Linked DNA regions of Mus musculus: region 2 is linked to region 1. The links are chromatin contacts, called in public Hi-C maps. All regions are on one chromosome and are shown on one strand. The core of a region is the stretch at or near the end of the contact, and the rest is flanking DNA. Distances in the headings are between cores, read along the strand shown.

Evidence for each region. A called contact is a pair of places that touch in the nucleus more often than the background predicts.
Region 2: a contact with region 1 is called in a Hi-C map of cerebral cortex, with 2.4 times the contacts expected there. The contact joins two enhancer-like sites. A contact is called at or near these places in 3 of 15 datasets of contacts at CTCF or cohesin (embryonic stem cells, large pre-B cells and stem cell-derived epiblast-like cells), 74 of 484 Hi-C or Micro-C datasets (the 63-12 cell line, the AML12 cell line, the AtT-20 cell line and 35 more), 4 of 115 datasets of contacts at active chromatin or transcription factors (embryonic stem cells, epiblast stem cells and stem cell-derived neural progenitor cells) and 1 of 9 other capture datasets (embryonic stem cells).

The regions. Positions count from the first base shown.
Region 1 is chr8:126,269,913-126,275,008 of GRCm38.p6, forward strand. All of the region lies in intron 2 of Slc35f3 (solute carrier family 35, member F3), which reads left to right. Among named protein-coding and RNA genes, the nearest start is that of Gm31165, 19 kb to the right of the region's middle. Within about 2 kb of position 2,724, at least 12 of the 459 cell types and tissues checked have an H3K27ac peak or open chromatin away from gene starts, as enhancers often do. A contact at or near this core is called in cerebral cortex, where this site is marked.
Region 2 is chr8:126,380,678-126,386,360 of GRCm38.p6, forward strand. It overlaps Slc35f3 (solute carrier family 35, member F3), which reads left to right. Exons shown (of 8, transcript NM_001363500.1): 4 at 1,438-1,657. Among named protein-coding and RNA genes, the nearest start is that of Gm51604, 39 kb to the right of the region's middle. Within about 2 kb of position 2,229, at least 14 of the 459 cell types and tissues checked have an H3K27ac peak or open chromatin away from gene starts, as enhancers often do. A contact at or near this core is called in cerebral cortex, where this site is marked.

The DNA.
Region 1 (5,096 bases), core at 1,474-3,973:
TAAGTGATACTTTGAAACGTTACATTTCAAGGCTTCTTGGTTGCTGTTGAACAGCTGGCAGGATGAACTATGATCCCCTCGTCTGAATAAGCTCTGGATAGGGAGGTTTGTGTAGAAGCAAGCATCACAGGAGTGTGACTGATGCTTTTCTCAAGGGCAGCTCTCTTTAGCCTTCATGGAGAAACTAAGAAAAATATCTTCCTGGCACTCAGCAAATAGATGCTATGACTTGGGGGCAAGGGGGGGGGGCTGCTATTCTGTTTTGCAATAATAAATAAAAAGTAATGATGTATTTCTGAAAAGTATCCTGATAAATAAAAACAATGAAAAGTTCCACATCCACCACGTCACCTGTAAACACAAATTTCCAAGCTCCTAACCAATGTGCCAAGCATCACAGTGGTGGTGTCGTAGCGCAAAACTCAGGCTTTCTCCATCACAGTGTGAGTGTGAGTTTCTGCTCAGCTTATCTCTGTGATCCCCCCCCATCAGCTGTTATGATTTGGGTATAAATGACCCCTACATATTCATCCCCAGATGGTGTTGTGCCATTGGGGAGTTGTAGAACCTTTAGGACATGAGGCCCAGTGAGATAAGAGCTGGAAAGATGGCTCAGTCAGTAAAGTTCTTACGTGGCAATAATGAGGATCTGAGTTTGATCACCAGAGACCACATTTAAAAGTATATATACATATATATGTCTGTATGTCTGTATATATGTGTGTGTATATGCATACATGTATATATTTATAAATATACACTTATAAACATGTTTATATTTATATGATTTATATATACTATATAAAATTTATGCATATAAATATGTTATATTATATATTCTATATTATTTTATATATTATATATAATTTATATGAGTATACTTTACATATGTGTATATGTGTACTCATATACATACATATATGTGTACATATGGCAGCTGGTCAATGGTGGCCCACACCTTTAATCCCAGCATTCAAGAAGCAGAGGCAGGCAGATCTTTGTGATCGAGGCCAGCCTAGTCTATAGAGTGAGTTCCAGGGTAGTCAGAGCTATGCAGAGAAACCCTGCCTCAAAAAAAACAAAAAAACAAAAAAACAAAACAAAGCAAAACAAAAGCACAGCTGGGTGTCCTGCGTGCATTCTAATCCCAGCACTGAGGATGCAGAGGCAGACAGTCCCTACAAGGGTTGTCACTGGCCAGCAAGACTAAACTACTTAGTGAGTCCCAGAACCAGTGAGAGACCCTGTCTCAAAACAAACAAACAAACAAACAAACAAACAAGGTAGGCAGAGCCTGAAGAATGATAGCTAGGGCTGTCCTCTGAGTCTATGGGCATGCACACATGCGCTTGCATACTGGTATGCATTCACACAACAGACACACACATGCACACACAGACACACGTAAAACAGTTACAGAATAGCCACCTTTGTAGTATACAGGGAAGCCATCTCAAGTCCTACCCCAGCAAGAAGAAGGTTTAATATGAAAAGGTCAGGCATATGAAAAAGTTGTTACTTCCTGCCCACTGCAGTTTGAGAAGGACACACGGACACTGTCACACAGATGGAAAAGCTGAGGCATGATGAAGATGATCTGCGTACGGTTCTCCAAAGTGGCTGTCCTGCTGTCCAGCCCAAGTCTGCCTCTTCTTCATCTGAGCATCTGGCATAGATAGGACTCTGTCCATTGGACCCAACAGAGGCTAGGCTTGGTCTAGATCATTGCTTGCCAGCTCTTTCTCTGGACTTTGCTTCTTGGAGGTCAAGAGCCTCTGAAGTGTCTTGCTGTGCTCCCCCATAGCAGTATGATGTCATGGTGCTGGGATGCTCTCTGAATTTAGGATCAGAGTGTGACCTTTAGACAACCTCCAAAGGTCTATGATGGTCTGGGATGCTCCCCCAAAGGTTCATGTCCCTGGAAGCATCTAGATCCCTGCTGAACAGTTATGTCACCCACCAGAGTCCTGCAGCTGCAGTTCCCTCTTGACCACAGAGCTGTTCTTCTTCGGCATCAATAATGATCAGGAGGAAGAGGAGGTGCAGAGCCGTGTTCAGATCACCCGCCACGTGACCTTGCCACTCTGGCATCACACGGCAGCAAACCTCTCTGAGGAGCCATCCCAAGCTGGGAAGGACAAGATGGCTTGCCAGAGAGTCACCATTATTTACAACAGTGACCATTAATGGGTCTTGGCATAAAGACCTCAGTGTCTGTGACTCTGCTGACCATCTGCCAGAAAACTGAAGGCTCTGTTCACCATACCCTACCGTCCCAGTGGCAGGAGGGACTCCAGTCTAGGAAGAGGCATGTGGGTCTCAAGAGATAACCATGAAGCATGAAGTCACCCCCAGGGTATCTCTGAAGCTAGAGAGAAAGGTGACTGAGACTCTTAGCTCTGCATGCTGCAGTGACTTGAGAAACTAACTTTCTTCTCCTCTAAGCCAATGGGCTTGTCACACATGAGAAGTATGTCTCTCACCTCCCTTGTGGCTCAGGAGGAAGGGTTTGTGGATAGCACATGTGGTATCCAGGACCTGATATCTGATACCCTGAGTACATGGAATTGTACTGTGAAGACATTGGGACTTGCATGGAATCTGTTCATGGAATTTTTAGCAACCAGTCCAGGGAGAAAAGAGGCAGGGCCAGGGACTGTAGACAGCCAACAGCATGAGCTAAGACTCCTCCACAGAGCTGGCACCAAAGACCTAGACTCTGCACCTCATCTCTGGGCTCCAGATCTGAGCATCTGGCAGCAGTCTGGCTAGGGTGGGAAAGATGTCTGTTCCAGACTGTCCTCCTCAGCTAGAACTGGTGTAGACTAAGGACCGATCCCTGGGTGGGAAGCCTCCTCTATCAAGCAAGGCTGAGCCATGTAGTTCCTTACCATGTCTATAGCTTAGAGCGCACTAGTCAGGGGTCTGCAGAGAGACATGCCCAATAGGCTGTTTTGAGGAATGCGTGGTGGGACTGCTTTATGTGATGACAGAGGCCAAGAGCTCCCCACCTCTGCTGTCTGTTAGCAGGGGAACCAGGAAAGCTAACTGTGTAGTTTCTAGTCCAAGTCCAAAGACACCAGAACCAGGAGAAGATTGGTGTCACAACTTAGAGTAACTTCCCCCTCCTCTACCTGTCCTGTCCAGGGTCCTTAAAATCTGAATGGTCACCATCCACACTGGACTGTGTTCAGCTTTAAATGCTGATCTTTCCAGAAACACCCTCACAGACACACTGGAAAACGAGGTGTCACCAGCAATCTGTGTGACCCTGAGCTCGGGTAAGCTTATGCAAATCAACCTCCACAGTGTGGGAGCTACAGTGGCAAAGTCAGAAATGTGTGTCTTCATTCCAGGGACTCCTTCTGGTCTGGAACAATGTGAGTTGGCGGAGAGCCCTAACAGCCTGGTATAGACAGTGATCCAACTGTGACCTCAGCTTCTATGCCACAGCCCCTGGGCTCTTGTATGCGATGTATCACAGCAAGGGACATTGCTGTCTGCCTAGGAACTTTTCTGTGTCTCTGGGGTTCTTGTCTGTGGCTCCCTAGATGAATGTTCTGCTGAGGAACGCCTTGCCTGTCATAGGGGCATCCTGAACCACATGACACACAGCCCTGTGCCCATCCCATGGGGAGCTGAGACTCAACAGCTGATGAATTTTCCCTGGGTGGATGGATACCAAAAAGGGGAATTATGTTGTTCCCAGCTGGACACATTAAACCTTTGTAGATCTATTCCAGTCCCACTCCCCAAGCTTCCTACCCCATGGCAGATGGAAAGACCTTAAAGGACAGTCATCCAAGGAGCCACTTGCACTAGGTACATTCTGGGGGTCTTATGTGAGTTACTATTCATTTAATCTTTGTTGTAGACTTAGGACAAAGCATGTGGCCTGTCCCCATCACAGAGGGACTGCTGGGTACCTGAGAGACTCAGCCAGCCACTTGCTAATAGGGTGAGGAACCTGGCCCTGAGCTTAATAGAGAAGATGCCCAAAGCAAAGTTGCTCTACTGCACCTTATAACCTCCAGTAAGTAGCTGGCGCAAAGGAGGGATTCCCTGACCTCAATACATGCTTTGCCTTATGTTCTTAGAGGCTACTTGGTGGCCATGCTACCTGCTGACAGAGGCAGCCTGAGAGATGGCGTGCCACTCCAACCTAAGACAAATTCCCAGGATTCACTGCTTCTAGACACAGAAATGCATTCTCTCTCTCCCTCCCCCTCTCTCTCCCCCTCCCCTTTCTTTCTTTGTGTGTGTGTGTGTGTGTGTGTGTGTGTCCTCCTCCTGCTATACACTGCAACTCTGACCTTGTCCTAGCTCCTAATTTCCCCCAAATTCAAATTCATAGGTTCAAGATCTGTAGCTGCTTGTGGTGTTAATAATGACAATCAACCTCACAGGATCTAGAATCACCTAAGAGGCAAACTTCTGGGCATGCCTGTGAGAACATTTCCAGATTAGGCTAGCAGAGATAGGAAGACCTACCTGAATGTGTGTGTGTGTGGGGGGGGGGTGCCATTTTGTGGACTGAGGTTCCAAACTGAATAAATAACAGAGGGTGAGCTGAGCACCAGAATCCATCTCTCTCTGCTTCCTGATGGAGGATGCCATGTGACCAGCTGCCTCCCACTCCTGTCACCATGTCTTCCTGCCACAATGAACTCAACACTTAAACCATGAGCCCAAATCAGCCCTTTCTCCCCTAAGTTGCTTTCATTGTGCATTCTCTCTCTCTCTCTCTCTCTCTCTCTCTCTCTCCCTCACACACACACACACACACACACACACACACACACACACACAAAGAGAAGCAGGCAGGCAGGAAGACACACACACACAGAGGCAGATACCATACACACACACACACAAGCAGATAACATACACACACACATACACACAGAGGCAGATACCATACACACACACACAAGCAGATAACATACACACACACATACACACACTCACTCACACATGGGCAGACATGTACATATATGGAGTGAGAAACACTTCACTCTCGAAACAATGGAAGAGAGGACCAAGCCACCTAACCCAGCCTTCAGGCATGGTCACAGACAGCGCACACACATATAGCC
Region 2 (5,683 bases), core at 979-3,478, 110 kb after region 1:
TCTGGGCAGGCTTAGGGAAGGGGAGACATGAATGTTCACATGATAGTGTAAAGAAGGGAGAGTGAGGCGGTGATGGCGCACACCTTTAATCCCAGCACTTGGGAGGCAGAGGCAGGCAGATTGCTGAGTTCAAGGCCAACCTGGTCTACAAAGTGAGTTCCAGGAGAGCCAGGGCTACACAGAGAAACCCTGTCTTGAAAAAAAACAAACAAATGAAGGGAGAAGATTTGCAGGTAGTTCAAACTATTTGTATTATAGCCAGAATGTATTCGTGTGCTCAAAAACTGCTCATCCAATGGCTGGAAAGATGGCTCTGTAGTCATAAACATTTGCTGCATTTGCAAAAGACCCATGCTCAGTTCCCAGCATCCATATAAAGCAGCTTGCAACTGCCTATAATTCTAGCTTCTGGGGAATCTGACACCCTTTTCTGGCCTCCATGGGCACTTGCACAAAATCCACACAGGCATGCATAAGCACGCGCACATGCACACACAGAGTCAAATAAGTCTTTCTACAGTGCTTATCTCTGCCTAACCACGAAGGAAAACTACCCATTCTTATTCACCACCTTCCCCATCAGAAAAGACAAATAAAAAATGCTCTAGCCCACACAGGGGTGCTCCAGCCTCTACACATTGTGACTTGATATCCTCACCCACAATGCTCGCCTTTGAAAACCACACCGTCAAGCTGCAGGATGGATCTCAGTGTCAAAGTAAGTTTACAACCCTCTTGTTGAGCCTTCGACCCATGAGTCATGGGTCAGATGCTCCAGCCAGTGACTTTCATCTTCCACTTGAAAGTTACTGAACCCCACAGTCAGCTCCTATGGACTTGAGTCTTCCGGTCAGATAATCCTGGCACACCTGCCATGAAAGCTGCCACTCCATGGAGTAAGCAGAAGGAACAACAGCCGGTGACATCATGCCACAGTGTGGGGCTGCTCACCGTCACCTCTCACTGCAGCTCCTGGGGACCAACCATCCCCTCTGGCCTCTGCGGGCCCAATAACACAAATATGCATCGATAGATAATAAAAATAATAGCAACTAAGAGACCTAGTCCTTTTTTGTTTTGTTTCCCCCACTTTGAGGCAGGAGCTCACGTATACCAAGTTGGCTTCAAACTTGCTGTATGTTAAGGATGATTTTGAATCTCCAATCCCTCCCTCCACCTCCCAAATGCTGGAATTACAGGGTTGTGCCTGCAGGGCTGGGGATGGAAACGAGGACTTCTTGCATGCTAGGCAAAAACGTTCCACCAAATGAACCACATTCCCCTCCCTGTTAATTTTTCTTTTGCTTATTAGCTGAGTAGAAGGTAAGTCATGGTTTGTATGAACCCAAGATGATAACTAACTAACTCTCTCTCTCTCTCTCTCTCTCCCCTCCCCTCTGCTCCCCTCCCCCTCCCCCTCCCCTCCCCTCATTTTAGGGAATGCTGTCGGTTCTTTGGAGACAATGGCTTGACTCTGAAAGTGTTCTTTACCAAGGCAGCACCTTTTGGTGTTCTTTGGACTCTCACAAACTACCTGTACTTACACGCAATAAAGAAGATAAACGCCACAGACGTCTCCGTCCTGTTCTGCTGCAACAAATCATTTGTTTTCTTGCTGTCGTGGATTGTTCTCAGGGACAGATTCATGGGAGTGAGGGTAAGTTCTCCATTAACTGTCTTGCCCCTCTCTGTCGTGCCCAAACCCCGCCCTGCAAGCAGCAGCTGCTGACCGAGGTCCTGATCCTCAGAAGGGTGCGGTTCTTGCTATGGCTTTCAGGCCTCCTTGCTTGCTACCCACGCTAGAGAAGCATTTGTGAGAGCAACTTTCATCCCCGACATTTCCACGAGCATCCCCTAAAGCTCGTACCAAGCAGGGAATCAACCTGGTTTATGTGTCTGGGAGAGGCTCGGGGCCTTGCCTGAACCATGTAGCCAGAAATGCCAGTGCTAAATTAGAGCTGAGAGCTGGGGCAGGGCAGTGGGGTGGGGATTTCACTTCAAACTGTTGATCAAGGGCAAATGCGATGGCATTCCATGAATGGCCAGAATTTTGCCAGAGAAAATTGCATAGTTGATTGAGAGCTAGCCAGATTTCATGACAGCTGTGTGCAGCATGGTAAGTGCAATGCAAAGTCCCAGCAGGAACATGGAAATGCCTAACCCAAGGAGAGGAAATGGGTGCCATTGGTCAAGGACAGAATCTTGGTGGCTCTCTACCTGCTCCCTCTGGTGGTGAGGGGCTGCCTCTGCTGTTCTTCTCCTTGCCACAGAGTAGGCCAGAACACTGGTCACTTAGAGCACAGCTGATCATCTCCTCCTTCCTTCCTGAAGCTCAGGGCCCGGTGCTGGGTAGCCTCACTCGAGCTAACCTTGCTGGCAACCATCAAGAGGCAGACTCCGGGTCCTCTGCTTCTGTCCTTGCTTCACTGTCCTGAGACGAATGACATCACCTTTAGGGTGGGCTTACGCCCACCTGAGTTATACAAACAGCAGTGGGGACGTGAGTCAACTGCTGGTTCATATTTTTAGCTTACAGCAGGGGGAGAGTTTGTTTTGAGGCTCAGTGTTAATTTTGGAATAAAAACTCACGCCCCAGGCTGCCACCCAGAAAAGCCTTCAGTAAATCAATGATCTAATATGTGTCTGGAGGGGCTGCAGGTGCTTCACACAGACTCAGAGCTAAAGACTTGGGTGTGCCGGGGTCACTAATCCATGGTTATGCCTTTGCAGGCTTTACTTAGGGGTCAAAGAATCAAGAGACTCCATAGAGCTTTGGGGCATGATGCAGATGTCCCGAGCAATTTTTTTTGTTATGGGAAAGAGATGCTTCAAGGTCAATGGCACAGAAACAGAAAGAGATGTGGGTGAGAGTAAACTTGAGCTATTCAGCCGACTTGCAGAACACAGTGTGGTTGAGATCTGTGCTCGTTTGTTGTTTGTGGGTAGGAGACTTTCCTATACCCTTCTACTGGGATATAGCCTGGCAATGCTAGCCTCTGTTTAACGTGCTCTCTACTGACCCCTGCACACTACAGGTTTGTGTTAGGCTTTCGGTACTCAGTGGGTGCTGTAGGGAGAAGCTACAGGGCCGCATGGATGACAGGATGTTGTAATATGCATACACTGTGCAGGCAGGCATGCTCTCCTTTTAGAAGTGCATGGCCGGTCACTGAAGAACTTCCCACTGTAGGCTACAGGATCAATACAAAGCTCAGAAAGCTCATGGAATCCATGAGGCAAAATGAGAGACAGCTGGCGGCCACTCAAGTCCTTGTCAGGGATGGGCAGTTCCTGCTTCTAGGGAATTATCAAAGTCTTACTAGTTACTGTAGCTTCCAGCCTGGGGGTTGGGTGATCAATGCCAGCTTCATAGACGTGAAGGATAGGACCAAGGCTCCTCCTTGTGGAGGAGAAGACTTGCAAGAAGCGGGGTTATGGGGCAGCAGGGGCAGCAAATAAGACTTGTGTGGTTAAAATAATTGCTTCAGTCACCCAGTTACAGCTTATTGAAGATGGGAAGGGGCATCCGCAGTTCTAGTGACCTAGGTGGTGGACAGGTCCAAAATGTAAGGAAACATATCTTCTAATACTCTGGAGACCCTGGTCACTTCTGGTGTCACCAGGTGGTTGCTGCTGAGGTGTCTGTTTAAACATAGCTCTGCCGGTCCCCAACTCTGCTTACAATTAATTCTGTGAGTCCTGGGACAAAGGTTCTCACATGGTAGCCAAATGCTCAGACTGGGAGCCAGTGACAAGGCTGTGCATCCATGAGCAGAACCAATGTTGGAACTGTAGCTTGCCTAGACTTTAAAGTGGCCAGAGAAGAGAGGCTATCATCTGGTGCCCTGGATTGGGACGTTGTATCAAGAACCTGTGAATCCACAGGACAAACTTGACAGATGTGAGGAGAATCCAGTGTCGCACAGAAAATAGGCAGGGGATGCTTTCACACGGAATCCAGAACCCTCCAGTGTCTCAGTGTATGGAACATAAAGCCAGCGGATATCTTCCATACCACACTTGGCCTCCTTGAACTCTCAGGCTAGATGAGGACCCGGGCTCTGATCTTCTGACTGAAGGATCTTGAAAGCAAGATGGGAAAGCATCCACACACTTTGGAAGGCAACCTCACCTTCCAAAGGGCCTCCTACTAAAGCCTCAGAGAGCAGGGATCACACAGATCCACAGACCTCAAGACCAGTGCTAGGACCCCAGGAAGTCACTGTCTCTGGTACTTCCTGCCTGAGTGAACACACAGGGCTGAGCTGTCTGTCTCCACAGCTGAGGGCAGCCTCGCCTGCTCTTGTCTGGCTCCTCTAGTCTATCCCTGAATCTCTGCACAGCCCAGTTGAGATGGAAGCTCTTAACTGTTGATTGTTAACTGGTAATGAAGAACATGGGAGAGGCTGGAATCTGCCTTGCAAGTCTTCAGGAAAAAATAACCCAGTCTCCTTTGTTACTTCAGATGTCAGTCCACATACTTTCAGAATTATCATAAATCTGTCTCTTCTTCTCTTCTCTTCTCTTCTCTTCTCTTCTCTTCTCTTCTCTTCTCTTCTCTTCTCTTCTCTCCTCTCCTCTCCTCTCCTCTCCTCTCCTCTCCTCTCCTCTCCTCTCCTCTCCTCTCCTCTCCTCTCCTCTCCTCTCCTCTCCTCTCTCTCTCTCTCTCTCTCTTCTCTCCCTCTCCCTTTCTCCCTCCCTCCCTCTCCATTTCTCCCTCTCCATCCCTCTCCCTCCCTCTCTTTCTCCCTCTCTCTCCCTCTCCCCCCCCACCTTCCTTCTCTCCCTTCCTCTGGGTTTCCTTCATACCAGGATGCCATCAAATTCACAGGGTAACCCAGGATGACCCAGACATACCTCTATCCACACCTAAGAGCACGGCAGGCCCTAGATCACTCTGTGTTTTAGTTGCTTCTCTTGTTGCTGACAAAGGCAGTTTAAGGAAGGGAGAGTTGGCTGTGGTTCTCAGAGGGTTGGAGGGACACAGTACATCATGGTAGTGGAAGACAGAATGACAAGGCAGCTGTCCACACTACACCTGTAGTCAGGAAGCTGGTGCTCAGCTCACCTTCTCCTCACTCCATGGGGTGGTGCCACCCACTCACCTTACCTTCACTAACCCTGTACAAAGTCCCTCACAGACAGGTCTAGTGTTCCCAGGGTGAGAGTCTAAATCCCCTCAAGCTGGCAATGATGATTAGCCACACACCCTGGTGATGTTACCCATCTAAATGTTAAACCAGATTTGCTATCCAATAGCCTCTGTTTAGACTCTTCCGCCTCCAGCTGTGGGCCCTGGGGCAGATTCCTTAACCTCTCTGGGTCTTGCTTCTATAAAAGAGGGTGAGTGTCACTAACCCCCTGGTTTGAGCTTAAGCATAGGACATGCTCAATGTTGGCTCCTGAAGCTTAGTCGTCAGATGCTGCCACTAAGGTCAATATTGAAGGGTCTCCCCCTCTCCTAGCTCCCTGGGGGCTCTGTGAGCACTGCAGCTGCCTCTGCTTGGACTCTGCATGTGTTCTGGATGCCAGAACTCTTTCCCTTAGAGATTGCACCCCACAACCTGCAAGTGCTAAGAACAGCATAGAGGAGAGACCCAGGGAAGAAATGGCTAAGGAGAAGGGAGAGGGACCACACTTCTGGGTCAAGGTGTGATCTACAGTCCTCAAAGGACAGTGGTGT